Linked DNA regions of Oryctolagus cuniculus: region 2 is linked to region 1. The links are chromatin contacts, called in public Micro-C maps. All regions are on one chromosome and are shown on one strand. Each heading gives the region's core, a stretch centred on a gene start, on an enhancer-like site or on the middle of the called end of the contact. The rest is flanking DNA. Distances are from core to core; before and after follow the strand shown. Region 1 has its middle 35 kb from the start of EMP1. Region 2 holds the start of EMP1 (epithelial membrane protein 1).

The links. Hi-C and Micro-C count contacts between places; a contact is called where the count stands out from the background.
Region 2: a Micro-C map of ear pinna shows a contact between it and region 1, with 2.3 times the contacts expected there. The contact joins the promoter of EMP1 here to the enhancer-like site in region 1. A contact is called at or near these places in 2 of 6 Hi-C or Micro-C datasets (ear pinna and psoas muscle).

Annotation. Positions count from the first base shown.
Region 1 is chr9:110,829,093-110,834,832 of mOryCun1.1, forward strand. No RefSeq gene overlaps it. Among named protein-coding and RNA genes, the nearest start is that of EMP1, 35 kb to the right of the region's middle. Within about 2 kb of position 3,174, at least 4 of the 8 cell types and tissues checked have an H3K27ac peak or open chromatin away from gene starts, as enhancers often do. A contact at or near this core is called in ear pinna, where this site is marked.
Region 2 is chr9:110,865,133-110,870,718 of mOryCun1.1, forward strand. EMP1 (epithelial membrane protein 1) reads left to right here and starts at 2,274. Exons shown (of 5, transcript NM_001082357.1): 1 at 2,274-2,409.

The DNA.
Region 1 (5,740 bases), core at 1,924-4,423:
GCTGAGCCAATCCGAAGCCAGGAGCCAGGAGCTTCTTCTGGGTCTCCCACATAGGTGCAGGGATTCAAGTACTTGGGCCATCTTTCACTGCTTTCTCAGGTGCATTAGCAGGGAGCTGGGTCATAAGTGGAGTGGCCGGGACTCGAAACAGTGCCCATATGGAATGCTAGAGCTGCAGGCTGGAGCTTTAACCTACTGCACCACAGCATCAGCCCGTGCTTTTAAGGTTTTATCTTCAAATATGATATTATCTACAGTATTTTGATGAACACTTTTTCCATTAAGAGTATTTTATTGCTGGTGAGCCTTTGTTTTAGGACAAAGTAGAATTTTGGCTTCTTTGTACCTATTGAGATGATCAGATGTTTTACCCCTTGAATCTATTCATGTGGTATATTAATTAAGAGATTTTCTGATGTTGAACTCTGCTTGTTTAAATAACTCTTCAACATTCTTCAATATTCATTCAACATCTTCAATCATTTAGCATTATTGATTGGGTACTATTATTTCAGTACTGTGCTGAGGAGAGAAATTCATTGGTCCCTTTCTTCAAAAAGCCAACAGTTTCCTTAGAAAAAGAAGGTAAAGGGGATGGATGGACAGCAAGTATTCAGTATTTGCTGTATGTCAGGTATTCTTTTGGGTATTTCAAAAATGTATTCTGATTTCATTCTCCCTAAAGATCTATAATTACAATGATGTTATCCATTGTACAGATTAGACATCTGAGACATCCAGCATTAAGTGATTTGTTTGAAATAAAAATCCAAACCCAGGCTTCCTACCTTAAAGCCCAGGCTCTTGCAATATGCAAGTGGCAGGTTCATGTTTGTTGGGGACATGGAGAGCCATTTTAAATTAGTGTGGTCAGGAGCTTAAAGATTTCCAGAAAAGAATGGATTTAAATGATCCATTCAGTGGTGAGCTGGCATGAGACAGAGTAGTAGATGGCAAGTGAAGAAGAGTTGGGGCTGGCACTGTGGCACAGTGACACCAGCATCCCATATCAGAGTTATGACTCAAATCCCAGCCACTTTGCTTCTGCTTCTCATCCTGCTCCCTGCTAATATCCCTGGGAAAGCAGCAAAAGATGACCTAAGTACTTGGATCCTTGCCATTCACATGGGAGACCTGGCTGGAATTCCTGGCTCCTGGTTTTGGCCTGGCCAAGCCCTGGCCATTTAGGGAGTGAATCAGTAGATGGACTTTCTCTTTCTCTCTCTGTCTCTCCCTTTCTTTCTGTTATGATGATTTTCAAAGAAATAAAGTAAATCTTTTTAAAACAGGAGTTGACAAAGGGGGCACAGGAGCAGACAGAAGGATGCAGACGTGAGTGTTATACAGTGGCACAGAGGTCCTGAGAGAGAATTCCACTGAGCGGAAAATTATTGCAGAGGAAGGGTGTGGACCAAACATTGGGCAGCAGCTTCTAGCCAATTGCATGGTAAAGCTCTGCTGAGGGGCAGCTGGGACAAAATACTGATCCAGGCCAAGAAGAGACTGCGGGTCTAACCACTGATTTACAAGTGTGGCAACAAAAGCAACATGAGAATGGAATTGCTGATAGAAGGAACAGACGAAGAGCATTTCTCACACTGTTAGAAGTCTGCACATGCTCCCAGGAGGGGAAAGTCTGGAGAGAGGAGACATGCAGGTGCCGTGGGATGGGAAAGGGGGGTGGGTAGACGTTGCCGTGCCCACTGAGGGAGGAGGGCTCGAGAGGAAGTGAGGAAGTGGGTAGTACAGTTAACCCGGGAAGAAGAGGACTCTGCGCTCCCTCACACCGGAGGGAGCAAGGGCTTTGGGATGGAGAGGGAAGGGTGGTAGCGCTGCAAGTTGGATGGGAGGTTATGTTTCATGTCAAGGCTGCTGCAGATACTGGGCTAGGTGGGCCACAGAGCACTTGAGAAGAAGTGGAGTCTTACAGAATGGACACCAACAGCCCCAGTTCTCCAATTTTTTTTTAATAATGTAATTTTATGTATTTAGTTGAAAGGCAGAGACAGAGGTCTTCTATTTGCTTTTTACTTCCCGAATACCCACATTGGCCAGGTTGGACTGGGCCACAGCCATGAGTCTGGAACTCTATCTGGGTTGCCACACGAGTGGAAGGGACCCGAGTACTTGAACCTTCATCTGCTACCTCGCAGGGTGTGCATCAGTTGGAAGTTGGAATTAGGAGGAGAGCTGGTACTCGAACCCAGGCACTCTAAGGATGCAGGCATCCCAAGCAACACCTTAACCACTCTACCAAGATACCCGGCTCTCCAATTGTACAAGATCACATCAGGGAGAGGAGGCGTGGTTGCCCTGTGTGAGCTGCATGTGTGCCAGGCTTGTAGCACCCCAGCCTCTGTAAAATATTCCAGAAGTTACGAGAGCCAAACAAAGATGAAGCAAACAAGAGCAGGTCTGGGGCTGACCTGGAGCAGCAGCCTCCTGGGATTGTGCACACAGCTGGCTCCAGCCATGACCTGCCTAGCCCTGTCCCCTCTGAGAGCTGTGGGAAGAGGTGCTTTCCTGTGTACACAGGTCGGGGAGACCACATTTCTAATCTGCAGCTCCACCTCTGGCCCAGCCCAGCCACTGACACCCTTCCTGTGGGCTGTGAACTCCATAGCATGGTCAAGCCAGGCAGCCTGAAGCCCGTGATGAGAGTCCCTTCTGTTTCCTCTCGTAAGAGCTTCTAAAGGGCTTTCCCCAAAGATGATCTCATTACACTCTCATGGCCTCACGGCATTCTAGTCCCGAAAGCCAAGCTGCCAGTCACTGAGTGAGGCATGCAGCTAGTACGTATGTAGGCCTTCGGATTTGCAAGCCCAGACTCTTTCAGTCTTCCTACATTGTCTATACCTGACTGATCCACTTTGGTGGTGAGAAAGCGAGCTCTAGGATTTAGGAAGTGAGAATGGAAATAAAAACACACACACAAAAAAAAAACAAAAAAAAACCACAACAACCTGTATTTGGCATCCAGGCTGAGCTTGCCAGGGATAGCCACTCCCTTCTGTGGGTCAGGAAGCACCTCACTTCTGCTGGAAGGAATGGCTGGTGCCTGTGGACTGAACATTTTCTTGTGGAGACAAGAGCACGGCAGGCAGCATGTTTGGTGAAGGGGGAGGTGAACCATCTAAAACTATACTTGCCCATCTAAAGCAAACCTCATGGCTTGAACCACAAGGAAATGGCCTACTTCCTTCTCCTCCTCCTCCGCCTTGGATGCGTGTGGGTCCGCGCCCAGGTGAATGACACTGAGCAGATATGTGCCCAAGGGCAAGTCGCTCCCACTCTCTAGACTGGGGTTTCCTTTCCTGGAAAACAAGGAGGTTTTCCCAGATGATTCCTAAGGTCTGACTACTTTGGGTAGTCTGACTCCAGGATTCCTAGGAAAGTGGAAACCCTCAGAGTGGAAGAGAATCATTTCCTCATGGGAACTTCCTGTTCAAGATCTTTTCTGTTTTCCTACAGGGGCAGAAAAATTATTCGTGAGTCTATGACATAACATCTTTTTTTTTTTTCTTTTTATTTATTTATCTACTTGAAGGGAAGAGGCGGTGGGGAGGGATAAAGAAAGGAATGAGAAGAGAATGAGAATCTCTCCCATCTGCTGGTAATGCCTGTAAATAGCCAAGACTGGGTTGGGCCAAAGCTGGGAGCCAGGAACTCTATCTGGGTCTCCCACATGGGTGGCAAGGACCCAAGTATTTGGACCATCATCTACTGTCTCCCAGGGTGTACATTAGCAGGAAGTTGGAATTGGAAGTGGAGCTAGAACTCAAACCCAGGCATTCTGATATGAGTTACAGGCTTCCCAAGTGGCAGTTTAACTTTTCCACCATATTCCCAGCCCAGTAGCCTTTGCTTGGGGGTACATTATGCTCTGTGCTATTTGTAAAACTAATTAGCCTACCAGCTGAATAATCAACTAGTTAGCTAATTAACCAACCAAACAACCATCAACTAACTGACATCCAATCAGCAGCCAGAGCCCAGGGAAGCAGACATCCCAGAATCCTCTTCATAGAAAACGGTGAGGGGCAGTGGGACCAGGGCGTGGGACTCCTGGTGCTGCAGGATCCAGCAGACCCCAGCTGTGAGCAGCAGTCACGTGGGCAGCTGAAATGGTCTTCAGCCAGGCTGCTGCCCATTGCAATAAATCACTTCCAAGTATGAGTTTTCTGTCAAGCATGGACGGCTGGATGGGAGCCCTGGGATGTTTCCTGATATAAACTTCTAACTGCCTTGGTGCTCCCAAGTGCACAGGGCACGGTGATGTGGTTTCATGTAGCTGTGCCAAGTGTGGAGGGAGGCCCCATGTGCACTTTCAGTCACGTGACCCTCTGACTCAGACTCTTGCCGGTTCCTGCTTGTCGGGGTATGGGAACCAGGGAGGAAAGGTGAGAGATGACTCCACAGTGGCTCTCTGGGAGGGTCCGGGGTTGAGCAATAGTTTGTTGTTATATGGGCTGCACTGAACTTTTTTATGTGCCTGTAATAAAGTTATAGCCACGGGATCGCCATTTTCAGATGACGTTTTCTGAGCTCCTGCCTCTGACAGGAGGGGGGTGGGGTTGGAGTGCAGAAATTGACATTTCACCACTTCCTTTCAGGAAAGTTTGGTATTTAGCTACCTCATCACCAAAAATATTTTTTGTGCTGTCTAACTTGACTCCACCCTGCCATGATTCCTTGTGCTCTGGTAGACAGGGTGGAAAATTCATTCCACAGCTGTAGGAATGTCTTAGTAAGATGAAGGGAGATGCTAATTCCAACTTCATTTTCTCTTCTCTGCCAATCTAGAGCCTTCTGTTTCTTTCAAATTATATTTTTCAAAAGTTGCTTCTTTTTGGGTTCTATTACTGCTCAACCCTTCTTTTTACAGAAGAGATGTGAGAACACACAGCTGGGAGTTTTTCTCGTGTGTTTGTTCTAGTTGACGCAGTACTTAAAATGCCTTGAGTCCATTTCAAGGTATGGAGCTCTATACGAGGGCACTTTGAAAAGTTCATGGGAAATAGAGTCTGAAGATAACTTTATTTCGGTGCCAAAACATTTGAAAACCATGCATACTTTTTTTCATAAACCATGCTTTCCATGAACTTTTTGAATACCCCTCAGCGGTGTGGATCTCAAAATGTTTTTGTGCTAAAATAAACTTGTCATTGAATTCCATTTTCTGTGAACTTCCTGGAGTGCCCTCATGTTTCCAAGTGGAATGAATTGTCTCTAATGCAAATGTGGTGTTACGCAAAGTGCTGTGGACTTGGAGTTGGAAGTCCTGGGTTTGTCACTTACCAGGTGTTACTTGAGTGGGGCTCCTCTTTTACCTCTGAGAGGTTCTGTTCCCTCTTCTGAAAAAGAGTGGGAATGGGGACTTTAAAGGATGTGTCACTGTGAAGACCAACAATGGGAATGTGTGTGGCATGTGCTGAGGACAATGGTTTGTGCCAGATAGGCGACCTACCTGTTCACACATTTTAAGGGCAGGGCCTATAACCTCTATGTCCACAGGTTTTCTAGATAAGACCGGAGCACACAGCTTAATGAGTACTTCAGGCTGATTATCTACTTGGTAGCTGATGATAAGCCAGTTGGAAAGGGCTTAGGGCTGGTCCATGGTTCCATGGTCTCGTGAAGTCCTGAGAGCTATGGGACTAGGTAAGTGGAAGGAGTGGGGAAGGAGATGCAGTGCGTGCCCTGGAACCAGGGAATCAGGCGAGCCAGGACCCAGGCAATC
Region 2 (5,586 bases), core at 1,024-3,523, 35 kb after region 1:
ACCCACACATCTCCAAAAACACATGGGAAGGTAAGATTCATTAAGCCCATTTGGAAGGCACTGCCGTCTACTCCCTCTGGGGCAGAAATGGAGGCGTCCACACCCTGCTCACCACCACTGCCCGGCAATCCACTGTCTTTCTGTTTCCAATCCAGCACTCAGGCATTGTAAGAAAAGTTTCTCCTTTGTTAACCCGAAGAGCGGGATGGCAGGGAGAATGCCATCACCTCCCTAATGTTCCATGGCTCCAGGTTTCTCTTTAAAAAATGCAGCCAGACCACATACACTTCGGCACCTTAGGACTCTGCTTGGAACCCAGCACTCCTTTATCTACTGCTGGAGGAGGAGAGAGTTGCAAACTGGCAGGAGGCCTGGGAGGTGAAAAGCAACCCAAGAGCAGGAAAGGGCCAGGCGGATTCCGGCAGGGGAGCGCGCCTCCTCCTCACGGCCCCGAGGGGTCCCTGCTCTCCCTGCTCTTAACCCACTGCTGGGGGTGGCTTCTCACTGACAGGTGATTTACCATCAAATGAGTGATGGGCAAGGGGTGGGTGAGGAAATGTATGAGAAACTGATGCAATCTTTGGCCCCAGCTTCAGTTTTTAATGAAAAACCTATACTTTCTTCTCATACAGGGATATGCTATAGTTCCCAGGGACTTGAGGAGACATAGTGTCCCATCATTGTGAGTGTGTATGTGTCATTGTGTGTGCATGTGTGTGCTGTTTTCCCTAGAAAACATTCTTAATTTTCATGTTGAAATATTTTTTCCCTAAAAATCAAAATAATGTGGGTTTGTTGGAGAACATTTGGAAAATACAGAAGGGTGGCTCAAAGAAACTAAAATTCACCTGCTGTCTTACCACCTGTTTTGATCAACATTTGATCACCTGACCATTCTCTATTCTTTTATGATATGTAAATTCTAGCAGGGCAGGGATCCTGTTTGCTTCTATGACCCAAAGCTCTGAACAGGGCCTTGTTGAAGTCTGGCTTGCAGCAAATATTGGTTGAGTGAATGAATGACTGACTGAATGAATGACTATAAAGCATACCTTGAAGGGAGCTAGGTGGTCAGGATGTAGCAGAGAACCACAGCAGTAGAATTGCTTGGGTGTGGCAGACTTGCATCTAAGCTACTAGTGCTCACTGCTGCTGTCTCCTTGGATAAGTCACTTTGCCTCTCTGGGCTAAGTTTCTTTTCCAGCAAAGCAATCTTTGTGGCTAACATTGAGTGCTCACTCTGTGTACTGGTGTTGGCCCTATACATGGATATATATTTCTTATTATAGCTCTATGACGTAGGTTTCTACTCTCTCATTTTATGCAGGAGGAAATGGGTATGGAGAGGTTAAGGGATTGGCACAAAGGCACACAGCCAACAAGTGGAAAGCCGGGCTTGAACTCAGGCATGGGGCCCCTCCCCTGCCTGGGCTGTGGGATTAAGTGACTTCAAAGGCCCCTCCCAGCACCAGTATTGAGTGTCAGAGAAGTGGTGCAAAGAGGCAGGGATGATGATTACTCTACTGGCCGAGTTCAAGAAAGTCAATTGTGGAACAAGGTCCAGCTAATTATGGAGCTCCCAGAGCAAAGTTCTTAACTGGAGGACTTCCTCCTGGAGTGTGGACAGTCGATCGGGCCCTTGCAGAGCATAATTAAAGAGCAGGCATTGTCTGCCCTGCCATCAGTGCCCCGTGCCTCAGAGGTGGGACTACCAGGGCTCTTGGTGGGTACCCTTTTGCTTCCAGGGCCTCACTAAGCTGCCACCCACAGGGCAGTGCCCAAGGGTCAGGAGGGCCTCAATAAGAGATAAATCTGATGATTCCTGACCATGAGCAGCCACTGATGCATTTGACGGAGGAGGAAGAATGGGAATCCAGGCTGATGATTAGCTAGGGCTGCAATTAGCAGGGGGCTGTCCTTGCCACCCTCCTCATCCCCAGCTGAGACCTGTGTTTGGCCTCATGTCCATGGTAACCAAGCCTCCTTTCTGGGTAGGAGGAATGGGCTTCGGTAAACAGAGCTATTTGTGTGACTCCTATTACTCATTTGAAGCAATGTCACTCCTTTTTCCACTGTGGTCTGAGTCTCTGAGTCAGAGAGAGCCTACAACAGGGTTCTCTGAATTGATGGCTCACTCCCAGCCACTCTTGACTGACTGCCAATTTAGCAGGGCGTAGCTTACCAACAAATCTTTTTTTTTTTTTAAAGCCAGACTGATTCATAGAAACTCCTTTAAAACACCAGTGAGAAGAAGCCGCCCAGCACACACCCCAGCTCACCAGCCGAGGAAACTTATAACCTCGGGACGCAGGGCCCTCCCCTCATTGCAGTCACATACCTCCGGTAGAGCGGACCAAGCGGCCAGCAGCTCCTGCCACTCCGGGCACCTCTGTCGCTGGGACCCTCAAGGTAGGACAGCTCCTAACGCTGGGACCAAACTCCTTTTTCTGACCTTGACTTTTGCTTTTTTCTCCTTTGCTGTTTTCCTACAGTTCTCTAAGAATGAAATCCTTGCAACTTGCAGCTAAAAGTGGAGACTGAGATCAATTTTCCATAAAGTAGAGAAAAGTGGATGTTGAGGAGGGGCCGGGGGGAGGGGGGGGTCATCACCAGGACCCAGCTGTAACATGTGATGCCGTAATTAGATTCTTGCTCTCAATGTGTAGACGGAGCAGGGACATTGGATATTCTTTATGGAGAAACTGCTGTGTACCTCGGAAGTGACAGTGAACTTGCCACATGCTGTGTCTGACGCCTCCGTTTGGATTCAGATTGCTTCGGGACTTGAATTGTTTCTTTGCTTATTGGTTTGTTGTCCTGTGGGTGGTTGTTTTTGGATGCCAGTGGGCACGTACCTGGCTTACAGTTTGCTGTTGCCGTTGCTTTTACTACCCTTTCGCTTGCCCATTCACTTCTGTGTCAATGGAAGTATTTGTTTCTCCCTTGTGGGCTGGGAAGAGGGGATTGGGTTGTTTAAAGAAAACCGTTAGAGAAAGAGGCAAATGGTATTTCACATAAAACGTGGGAGGGGCTCAGGAGACTGATGTGGATTCCAGGCGCCTTCTCTTCTGGGCAGATGTGGAGGCTGGGGGGAGGCGGGAGGGCAGCTGGATCTGGAGCAGAGGGTGGGGCACGGGGCCTCTGTCTGTTCCAGTAGGAAATTATTGATTGGCTCTCTGCTTTCACCCTAGAGACAGCCGGGTTTCAGTGCTGAGTGCAAAGAGGGCCGATCAGAAAAGATACAAGAATTTTTAAAAAGTGCTCGTGCAATGTTTCTGCGTGGAAGGCGGTGGCTGCCTGGGAGCTGCATCTATCTTCTCACTCTCTCAAAAACGCAGTTGTGCAAACGCCAACATGCACGCTGATCACGGAGGGAATCTGGAGACACGAGGGGCGCCTTTTTTCATTGCTTTTGGTTTTTTTTTAGGCTAGCATTTTGGTTGAGTGTCTGCAGAGGTGTGGCCCATTTCAACATAGATACTGGTGTTTTCTTTCTTTTTTTTTTTTTTTTCCCCCTCGTCAACAAGACGAGCAGCATGGCAGGACTCAGCTTGTCTGATGAAGCGAGGCATTTCCCTCAGAAATGCAGGACGTTGGGAGGAGAAGTTTGAAATGTAATCAGCCAGTGTGTCAAGTAGGCAGAATGCCTGTAAAATTGCCCTGGAGGAACGGTTACGCAGGAGCAAGGATGATTTTCAAGATCCAGGGAACTCCTACGTTAGCTTTAAATGTTTACGCTTTCCAGATCCCATGGATGTGAGCTGGGGAAACCATGATTCAATTGATAATGGTGGTATCTTATGAAGGGAATACAAATCTTAATTTGGTTCTGAGCAGGTTAAAACTAACAAGCAATGCCTAACCCCTGCACTTCTTGGGGTGTAAACCATCGTGACTTCAACCCTTTGTGGTGTCTCGCGTGATACTGCACCTTTACAAGGGAGAAGAGGCGCTGCGTGCTCTCCCCTGGAGTTTTGAGGTGCGATTTACAAACTGCTGTTCTGGTTCCTACTTTCTGCTCTGCCTTCCGAAAGCAGTGGGCAAGTCTCTTAGTTGCGGGAGTTTCGCTGGCTTTCAGCCACTAGTCTTTGACAACACTGCAATGTCAGGGTTATTTTTTTTCCACCCTCAGAGGCAGATCAGATTCCACCAGAATCTGAAGAATGGGGTGGGGGCGGAATGCTGTCCGCAGCTGCAGGACCTCCGCGCCGCTGCCCTGGCCGGAGGGGCCCCAAGCTTTCTCATTGGATGGGGGCGCTAAACTGCCCTGGGACTTGGCACAAGGCCACGAAGGACCAACCCAGACCGGATCACATCCTGAGAACCGGCCGGGAAGCTATCTGAGGAGAGCGCAGGCCAAGCCCTCTGCAGAGTACAGCAACCACTTCCTGGGCCCTTGTTGGCCTCCCCCGCTTCCCTGCGGGGGCCAGATCAGGCCCGTCCAGCTCCAAGCCTTGTGACTGGGTCTCATGGGGACCCCCTTGTTGGCTTGGCGCTGGTGGCCCTGGGGATTTCAGGTTGTGCTGGGCCACGGGGAGTGCTGCAGAGACTGTGCGGGCGGACACTCAGGAAGGAAGGTGCTTGGCTGCAGCCCCGGCAGAGCCTAGAGTGGGCAAAAACCAGAGGAGAGGGCGCCAATCCCGTCCACCCTTCATCTCATTCACAGAACTCCAAATTCGGGAGTGATCTTGGGGGATGGACTCACCCCTGCTCCTACAATAGGCAGAAGCCTAATTTTTACCCCATATCAGACGGTTGGAACGTCTAGCTCCTTAAAATTTTCAGAAGGGAAAGGGCAGTGCCTTGGAGGCCTCCTCATGCTCATCCCCCTTTGCTGGACAGCTCTAAGCGCTGGAGTTTCTTAAACTGAGTGAAAATCGCGTTCCTAGGACTTCCTGGTCTGGAGGCCCGAAGTGACCCAGCAAGTATCTTCTGGTTTTGTTGTTGTTCCACCCCATGCTCCGTATCCTGTAAACATCTAATCCTTATTTAATATTTAACAAATGCAATGGATCTTTATTGCATTGTTTTGTCTTATTCTTGGCCTAAGGATCAGAAAGAACATTTCTTGAAGCTTTGAAATGATGCGTGTCATCAACCATGCCCCCGTGATTTGATTCTGAGGAACACGTGAATCCAGTTCCTCCTTTAACTCGCCACAGGCACACCCACAGCTGCCTAATGTAAAAGCTGTGACTGGGTGCACACCAATTGTGTCCTCGCTCGTGGGAGCTGACCCCAGTGGTCTCCAGGTCTGCCTGTGGCCCTGAAATTCCAAGATCCCACCTTCCTTTTTGGAGAACCCCGTTGGGCTCATGCCAACTCCTACTTGATCCATAGCAATTGGCAGAAAAGTGAAATGAGGCTACATGTTGCATCCACATGGGCATCTCACAGAGGATGCCTGGCTGGTAGGCAGCTTGTGGGGCCAGGCAGCTTCCTCTGCTCCACCCACATAGAGATCCCTTAGGCATGGCATTCACACAACTCGCCTTTGGGTAGAGTGGGCACTCGCCTGGCACCTGGGAGAAAAGGAAGAGGCCTGACTAATCGAACACAGAGAGCGCCAGCCGAGGTGAGGAGGGG